Linked DNA regions of Bos taurus: region 2 is linked to region 1. Evidence: chromatin contacts called from public Hi-C data. All regions are on one chromosome and are shown on one strand. Each heading gives the region's core, a stretch centred on a gene start, on an enhancer-like site or on the middle of the called end of the contact. The rest is flanking DNA. Distances are from core to core; before and after follow the strand shown.

Region 1 (3,582 bases), core at 934-3,433:
CTGCTTCCATATCTTGGCAATTGTCAACAATGCTGCTGTGAGTACTGGGGTGCATGTATCTTTTGGAATCAGTGTGTTTGGTGTTTTGGATACCCATCAGTGGAATTGCTGGGTCATATGTTAGTTCTACTTTTCGTTTTTGGGGTTGTTTTTTTTTTTTTTTTAGAACCTCCATACTGTTTACTACAGTGGCTGTAACAATTTATTAAAAAAAAATTAATACTGTTTTAGGCAAACCCAAAATATAAATATTGGCACGATGGATATGTGCAACATACCATCCCGCTTCACAGTTAAACTGCTTAAGCTAGAACTGAAGCCTCCTTTCACCTCTTCCAAATCTCATTCCTCTGCCTCCCCAGCTCAGCCACTTAGCTGGCCGAGGTGGACATTTGAGGTGTACTTTCTACTGGAAGACAGTTTGCTTGGGCCTTGGTAGAATGGATCGTAGCGTGTCCTGCCCCTTTTCTGACACTTTGCCCCCAGCTCCCTTGCCTCCTGGTGACCTAGTTGGGTCTGGAGGTAGGTGCAGAGTGAGCTGAGGCTTGAGGTGAACCTAACCAGCGCTGGAAGGTGAGGTCATCTGCCTCAGAGCTGATCAGGTAAGGGAGCAGAGAAAGAAGGAAGAAGGGCATTCGGCCTCTCCAAGCACTTGTGAAGTCGAGTATCTTGCCATATCTGTAAATAAGGATGTCCCGGCCCTGCAGATGTGACCCTCTGAGCCCAGAGGGCCCCAAAAAGAAGAATAATGCCCACGATGTGGCTGCGGCTACTCCCTATGGACAGGGGGATGGGAAACTGTGCGAGGCTGGCCCCAGATAGCTATGCTAGTCACTCAGTCCTGTCTGACTCGTTGTGACCACTTGGACTGTAGCCTGCCAGGGTCCTCCATCCATCGAATTCTCCAGGCAAGAACACCGGCGTGCGTTGCCGTTCCCTTCCCCAGGGGATCTTCCCAACTGAAGGACTGAACCCAGGTCTCCTGAATTGCAGGCAGTTTCTTTACCATTTGAGCCACCAGGGAAGCCCAGATCACTGAGATGCATATGAAAGAAATGAGTTCAGTGAGCCCAACACTTGCCATACACAGAAGAGCACTAAATTCCTTGGGATACCTGATTTTCCTTAATTAACAATAATCTTTGATGTTCAGGTTATCTGCCTCCTTTGTTGCAAGCCAAGTGTTAGTTGCTCAGTCATGTCCGACTCTTTGTGAACCCATGGACTGTAGCCCACCAGGCTTCTCTATCCAAGGAATTCTCTAGACAACAATATTGGAGTGTGTTGCCAGGATCACCTTCAGGAGATCTTGCCGAGCCAGGTATCAAACCTGGGTTTCCCACACTGCAGACAGATTCTTTCCTATCTGAGCAACCAGGGAAGCCCCTTGGTCACACACTTCTGTATAATCTGACTTCTTCCCCCGCCTCCCCAGAGCAGTTCTCTCAGGACTACCTGAGACGCTGCCTCCAGCGCTTAAAGTCCTAAAAATTCCCACTGAATAAACACGACTTTCAGGTTATGACTAGTTTTTCAGGCAACAAACTGAGCTGGGATCTCCCTCCGGCAGCCCCGACACACAGTTTCGTTTCTTGTCCAGTGGGTTTGGGATGGAGTCAGGGAGGTGTGGAGTCTGCGACCGCCTTCTGGCTTCTTTTTCTGTCTGGTTCCTTTGCTTCAGGGCTCCCCCTCCTGCTGGGTAACCTGTTCTGTCTCGGGTCCAGCATGGCGGACCCGAGGATCTCTGCGGCCCACCCCTTCCGGTCTGCAGCGGAAGCGGACCTCTCCCAGGAGCCTGCGGGCTCTGGCTTGCTGATTTCTGCCTCCATTCGATGTGACCTGCCCAGCCTCCTTCCCTCTGGATCTTTCAAACTGATAATTCTGTAAACTAAGCTGCAGTGAAGAAAAAGGATTAGGAGACTCCACGTAAGGGCGGTTTGAAAGGTAGTTCCTTGCCTTGATCTTCCTTTCCTTGTGGGGAATGACTTAACTGAGGGAATTTTCCAGGTCAGGAGAAGAGCTCCAGGGGAAGAAGGGTGTGGTGGTGGAGATCTCTGTGTGTAAACAGTGCCTCAGGCTCTAGGTCAACGAGAGGGAATGTGGCTTGGCCTTCACCCTCCTGAAAGGCCTCAAATCTGGGGCCTTGATGTCTTCTTCAAAGGAACGTCCCTGAGATGACCTCACAGTAACAAAGCACGTTCCTCACGCAGCTTCAAACCTGAGCCTGTCCACAGACCACACAGCCTATCTGGGTACCACTGACCCACCATTTTTATAGATTCTGTAATTACTGCTTGATTCAGAAATCCTGTTTTCAAGTAATTATATTATATTATTGTATTTTTGTTTTAAAAGCATTCATTTATTAAATGTGCCTACGTTTAAAATACTTCATGTTTTGGGAATTATTTTTCCAAACTTCTTAATTGGAAATTATAATTTCCAGAAGGGTAAAGACAATGCAATGAACGTATCCATCACCAAGTTCACCAATTGTTAATCTTTTGGCAATTTTCTTTATCTCTGTCCATATTTCCGTATACATGTGTATATATACACACACATATAGAAAAATACATACACATACTGAAATATTTTTTCTGTTAAATCATAAATTAAGTTGCTTCATCTCTAAATACTTCAGTATATATCTTCAGATAATAAGGGCTTTTTTCATAATAATGACAATGCTATCGATATTATTACAACAAATTACCACATCATAGCAAAGATACATACTGTCAGCAAAAGGGGTGTTATGCTCCCTTGAAGGTAGAGTATCTACTGAAATTATTTGAAATTCTTCTGTTTAGATTTCTCTTCCTCTGCTATTTATTGATGTAGTGTTAAAGTAATTCAGCAGGAGCCCATTAAACTTAAGTGGCTCCGAAAGCCACGGTAGCCTATGTCAGCAAATGAAAACCTAAGCCTGTCAATGCTTGAAAATTATGAAATTGATAAGGATGACCAATCATCAACAGCCAACCAGGTTTTAAGTTATAGCCAATCAGTATTTTCCTTTCTCTGTTTCTACCTTTTCTCTAGAAAAGGCTTCCTAACCACTTCCAGTTTGGTGGTGCCCCCTTCAAATCAATTTTAGTTCCATAAACCTGAAAGTTTTAATACGTCTCAGGTGATCATTTAACAGTTCTTAATCATTTATTGTATCCATATGGACTCATGGATAGTCATTTAGTACTTCGGGTTATAATCCAGTACTGCTTTGTTTACTCATTTGCTACCATTGGTCACCGGGACCTCTTTCAGGTGCTTCTTGTGACTTTGATACACTCCCTTCCTTACGATTTTTTTAGGCAGATTTTTACAATTTTGTTTTGGACTCTTTCTTACTTTCTGACACAATAAGATGCTCTTGGTTCATCTGGTGTATTTTCTGCCTGAGTCCTAGAGCCAGCCATTTCTCCAAGGAGCCTTGTTCTCTTTAACTGGAGAATGAAATTAGAAACCAAGATTTGGGAGCTAAGTATGCTTGCTGCTAGTGGGGTGTCATCCCTTCTAGGCCCTCTAAGCTGACAGAGCAAGGAAATACATGTGTGTGCACTAACCTGGGGGCTTCTAAAG
Region 2 (3,582 bases), core at 738-3,237, 40 kb before region 1:
GTAAACTTCTAAAGTAAATGAAATCAACACCAAAGCTATACTGACCATAATTATTATTTTCTTGGATAGTTCGAAAAGCAATTCAGCTTCTTTTTGGTACATTTCAATATCATGTTCATGATCATTAAAAACCATTATGACTACAAATTAAAAACTGATTTACTTTGTAAACAGTCCTTACAAATTCCCTATTTAGGCTCAAAATAACCAAATTCTCTTTTTACAAGAGCTGGGTAAAATTTTCATAATTCCTAAAAAAAAAATAATTATTAATCCCTAACAAGACACCTGATAAATTTCATAAGATATATTTCTTTATAGGCTATAGGACCAGGCATTTGGAAAAGTATTTAGTAAGACATGTCCTTCTCAGTTGACTTAGAAATACTAACACAATGCTAAAAAAACAATTATCATCCAGGCTACCGTTTTGAAAGCCCTGAATTGTAACAGAAAAAATTATCCCTTTCATCAAAAAAAAAAAAAAAAAAAAGGAAACAGCACCGAGTTGTTTTCTTAATCTTTTTACTATATCTATAAATGTATTAATTAAAAACATAACTATGTGTGGTGATGGACCTTAGCTAAAGTTATTACAGTAATCATGTAACAATTGATAACATATATCAAATCATTATGCTGTTCACGTAAAACTAAGACAGTGTTACACCTCACATCTCAATTTTTTTTATGTCTTACCATCTAATCAAGTTTAAGAGGGACCTTTTTGCTGTCCCTTATTTAAGGGGGCCAAGTTGGACGGTGAAGGTTATGAAATTCTTGCAACACAGCCAGAACTCTTGGACATCACTGAAGACGGACAAAGCTTCTTCCCTCCGAAGCAAGAGCCGGAGAGCAGCCTTGTGCCAATTTAGCCACAGCCACACTGGCCATGCACCACTTCCTTTGCACGCCCCAGGGGCTCCATAAAATTAAACTAAGTTTAAAAGGGGCCCAATTCCGTCTGATGTAACAGCAGTATGACCCACACGGATTTCCAGCCCACGGTCTTACTTCTTTGCTACTGCTCCTTAGCAGATGTCTGCTTTGTTTGATAAGATTTATAAAAGCGGGGAGGAGGAGAGGTGACCTGACGTTACTTACTGGGGCTACATGGATGGGGAAGGGCGGAGGAAGGGACGGATTAAACAACACTGTGGACCATCTTCTGTTTTTCTCTATGGCATTTCTGTAACTAATACCGACTGTCAAAATGGTATATTTTTAATTAACTAAGAAGCCTGGCCTTCTAGGCTTCTGACTTCGTTGGTCCTTTCGGGGCTTCCATAACCCTCCATCCGTCCTTTGCAGAACTGTGACGGCATCAAGCATTAGTATCACTTTTGTCGCTGCTGGGGCTGGGGACAGCGGTCAGACACGGAGAAGGGTCCTCAAAAGGTCCTGGACCCCGGAGGAAAAGGGCCTGTCTCGGGAAGCGCTGAACGCCAGCGGCGCCCCCGGCCGTGACAATGACTTTCTCCGCGTGGCCCCGGGGAGGGCGAGCGCGAACTAAAGGCAGGCGAAGGAGAGGCGGCTTTCGGCCGCCGCTCAAACGCAGCAGCATCCCCATCGCAAGGCTCGCCCCTTCCCTAGCCATCCCTACCGCCCCGGGTTAAACCCGCGAACAGCGTCCCGGAGGCGCCCCTAAAGCACGTGCCAGGGCGCGGGTCCCGCCCGGCTCTTAGGCCCGGGGGCGACGGGCTGCCCCTGCCCGGACCGAGATCGCGACCCCGACCCCCTTCCCGGTCAGGATCTCCGCGGGCCCCAGCTCTCCCTACCTGCCGGGACCCGCGTGGGGCTCGGCTGGGCGCTCTTACGAGCCCTCCTTCCAGGCATCTCTGCAGACGGCCGCCGGCGGACCCTGGCAACTCAGGGATGCAACCCGAGCACCTCGGGTCTGCAGGACGAGGGCCGCGAGCGGGGCGAACGGGCCGGAGACGACGGTCAGCACAGAGCAGGAGAAACTGAACCGCGCGCCTGCGAGAACCTGGCAGGACTGGCGATCGCCGCAGCCCGCGCTCGAGTCGTACGGGGACTTCCCGGTGACGTAGCGAAACCCACAGCTGGCCCCGCCCGTGCCCCGCCCCCAGCCCCGCCCCCCAGGACCCACAAAGCACCCGGCCCCGCCCCCGGCTCGGGCCCCGCGCCGTGGGGGCGGGGACCCAGGCGGTGTGTGGCGAGGCGGGCTCAGCGCGGGAGGTAGACCCGGCCCGGCCCCGAAACTACTTCCTGGACCGAGGACTCGGCTGCAGGCGTGGCTGGGTCTCTGAGCTGTGAGCCGGGAAGGGTTGTCCTCGCGAACAGCTGGGGATGGGGAGGCCTGGAGCGTCATCCTTATCATAAACGGGCAATCGGAGACTCTCGTAAACAAACCCCTGAGGGTTTGGGAAAGGACAGTGTTCAAACTCGAGGAGTGTGGGACGTTTTCAGGGAAAAATGAGAACACTTAATTACAGTAGAGAAGCTGCCAGAAGCTTAACTGAAACTGAAACTGGTTGAGAAGCTCACTGCCAACTAAAAAGCCTGGAGCAAGGGAGGAAACCCTGTTTGGGTTTGGAAAATGCATTGGGGGGGGGGGTGCGGGGGAGAAGGAAAGCGGGTGAAGGGAAGTGGCTGTTCTCTGCCTGGGTGAGGACAGAGGTTTTAAAAGCAGAGTGTATTCCCCTTGGGTCGGTCTCATACCTCCTTCCAGACGCTTTAATAAAACGACAAAAAAAATAGTAGGTCATTATGTAGACAGCTTTCAAAAACTCCCCCGGGGGGAGAAATGAGGCATTTGGGAATATGTATTTGCCCGATGTTTGGCTGGCCCGGGAATAATTCCATTATTATAAAGAGAAGCAGTCACTCGTACTAGAGAACAGATTCTGAGAATTTGGCGCTGAGGGCTTCCGAAGACACTTCCTCATCCTGTCCTCGGAACAACCCGATCAAGCGGACATTCTCACCATTGCGGCCACTTTCCGGGTGCGAAAACTGAAGGTTTATAAAGATGAAGTGAGCTGAGCTCACACAGGCAGCGAGCAGAGGGTGGGTCTGAACCCAGGCAGCACCATCCCGAGCAGGACATCTTACCCGCATCTGCGGCCTTCCAAGGAATCACAGTTTCTTAGAAAATAAGTCTTCTTTATGTATGTGCGTGCGTGCAAGTCGCTTCAGTCGTGTCCGACTCTTTGCGACCCCATGGACTGTAGCCCACCAGGATCCTCTGTCCAGTCCATGGAATTCTCCAGGCAAGAAAACTCCTGAATGGGTTGCTATATATAAATAGAGGGGCTTCCCCGGTGGCTCAGCCGTAAAGAATCTGCCTGCAATGCAGGAGCTACAGGAGACACAGGTTCGATCCCTGGGTCAGGAAGATCCCCTGGAGGAGGGCATAGCAACCCACTCAGGAGTTTTTTTGCCTGGAGAATTCCATGGACTGGACAGAGGATCCTGGTGGGCTACAGTCCATGGGGTCGCAAAGAGTCGGACACGACTGAAGCGACTTGCACGCACGCACATACATAAAGACTTATTATATATATATATATATATATATATCTTTTATTATCTATATAATGCAGAGGTTGCAAATTGGTT

Evidence for each region. A called contact is a pair of places that touch in the nucleus more often than the background predicts.
Region 2: a Hi-C map of skin fibroblasts shows a contact between it and region 1, with 10 times the contacts expected there. The contact joins the promoter of PMAIP1 here to the enhancer-like site in region 1. A contact is called at or near these places in 2 of 11 Hi-C or Micro-C datasets (skin fibroblasts and an unstated tissue).

The regions. Positions count from the first base shown.
Region 1 is chr24:58,702,717-58,706,298 of ARS-UCD2.0, reverse strand. No RefSeq gene overlaps it. Among named protein-coding and RNA genes, the nearest start is that of PMAIP1, 40 kb to the left of the region's middle. Within about 2 kb of position 2,183, at least 14 of the 102 cell types and tissues checked have an H3K27ac peak or open chromatin away from gene starts, as enhancers often do.
Region 2 is chr24:58,742,924-58,746,505 of ARS-UCD2.0, reverse strand. It overlaps PMAIP1 (phorbol-12-myristate-13-acetate-induced protein 1), which reads right to left and starts at 1,987. Exons shown (of 2, transcript XM_002697779.7): 1 at 1,779-1,987. The coding sequence starts at 1,836.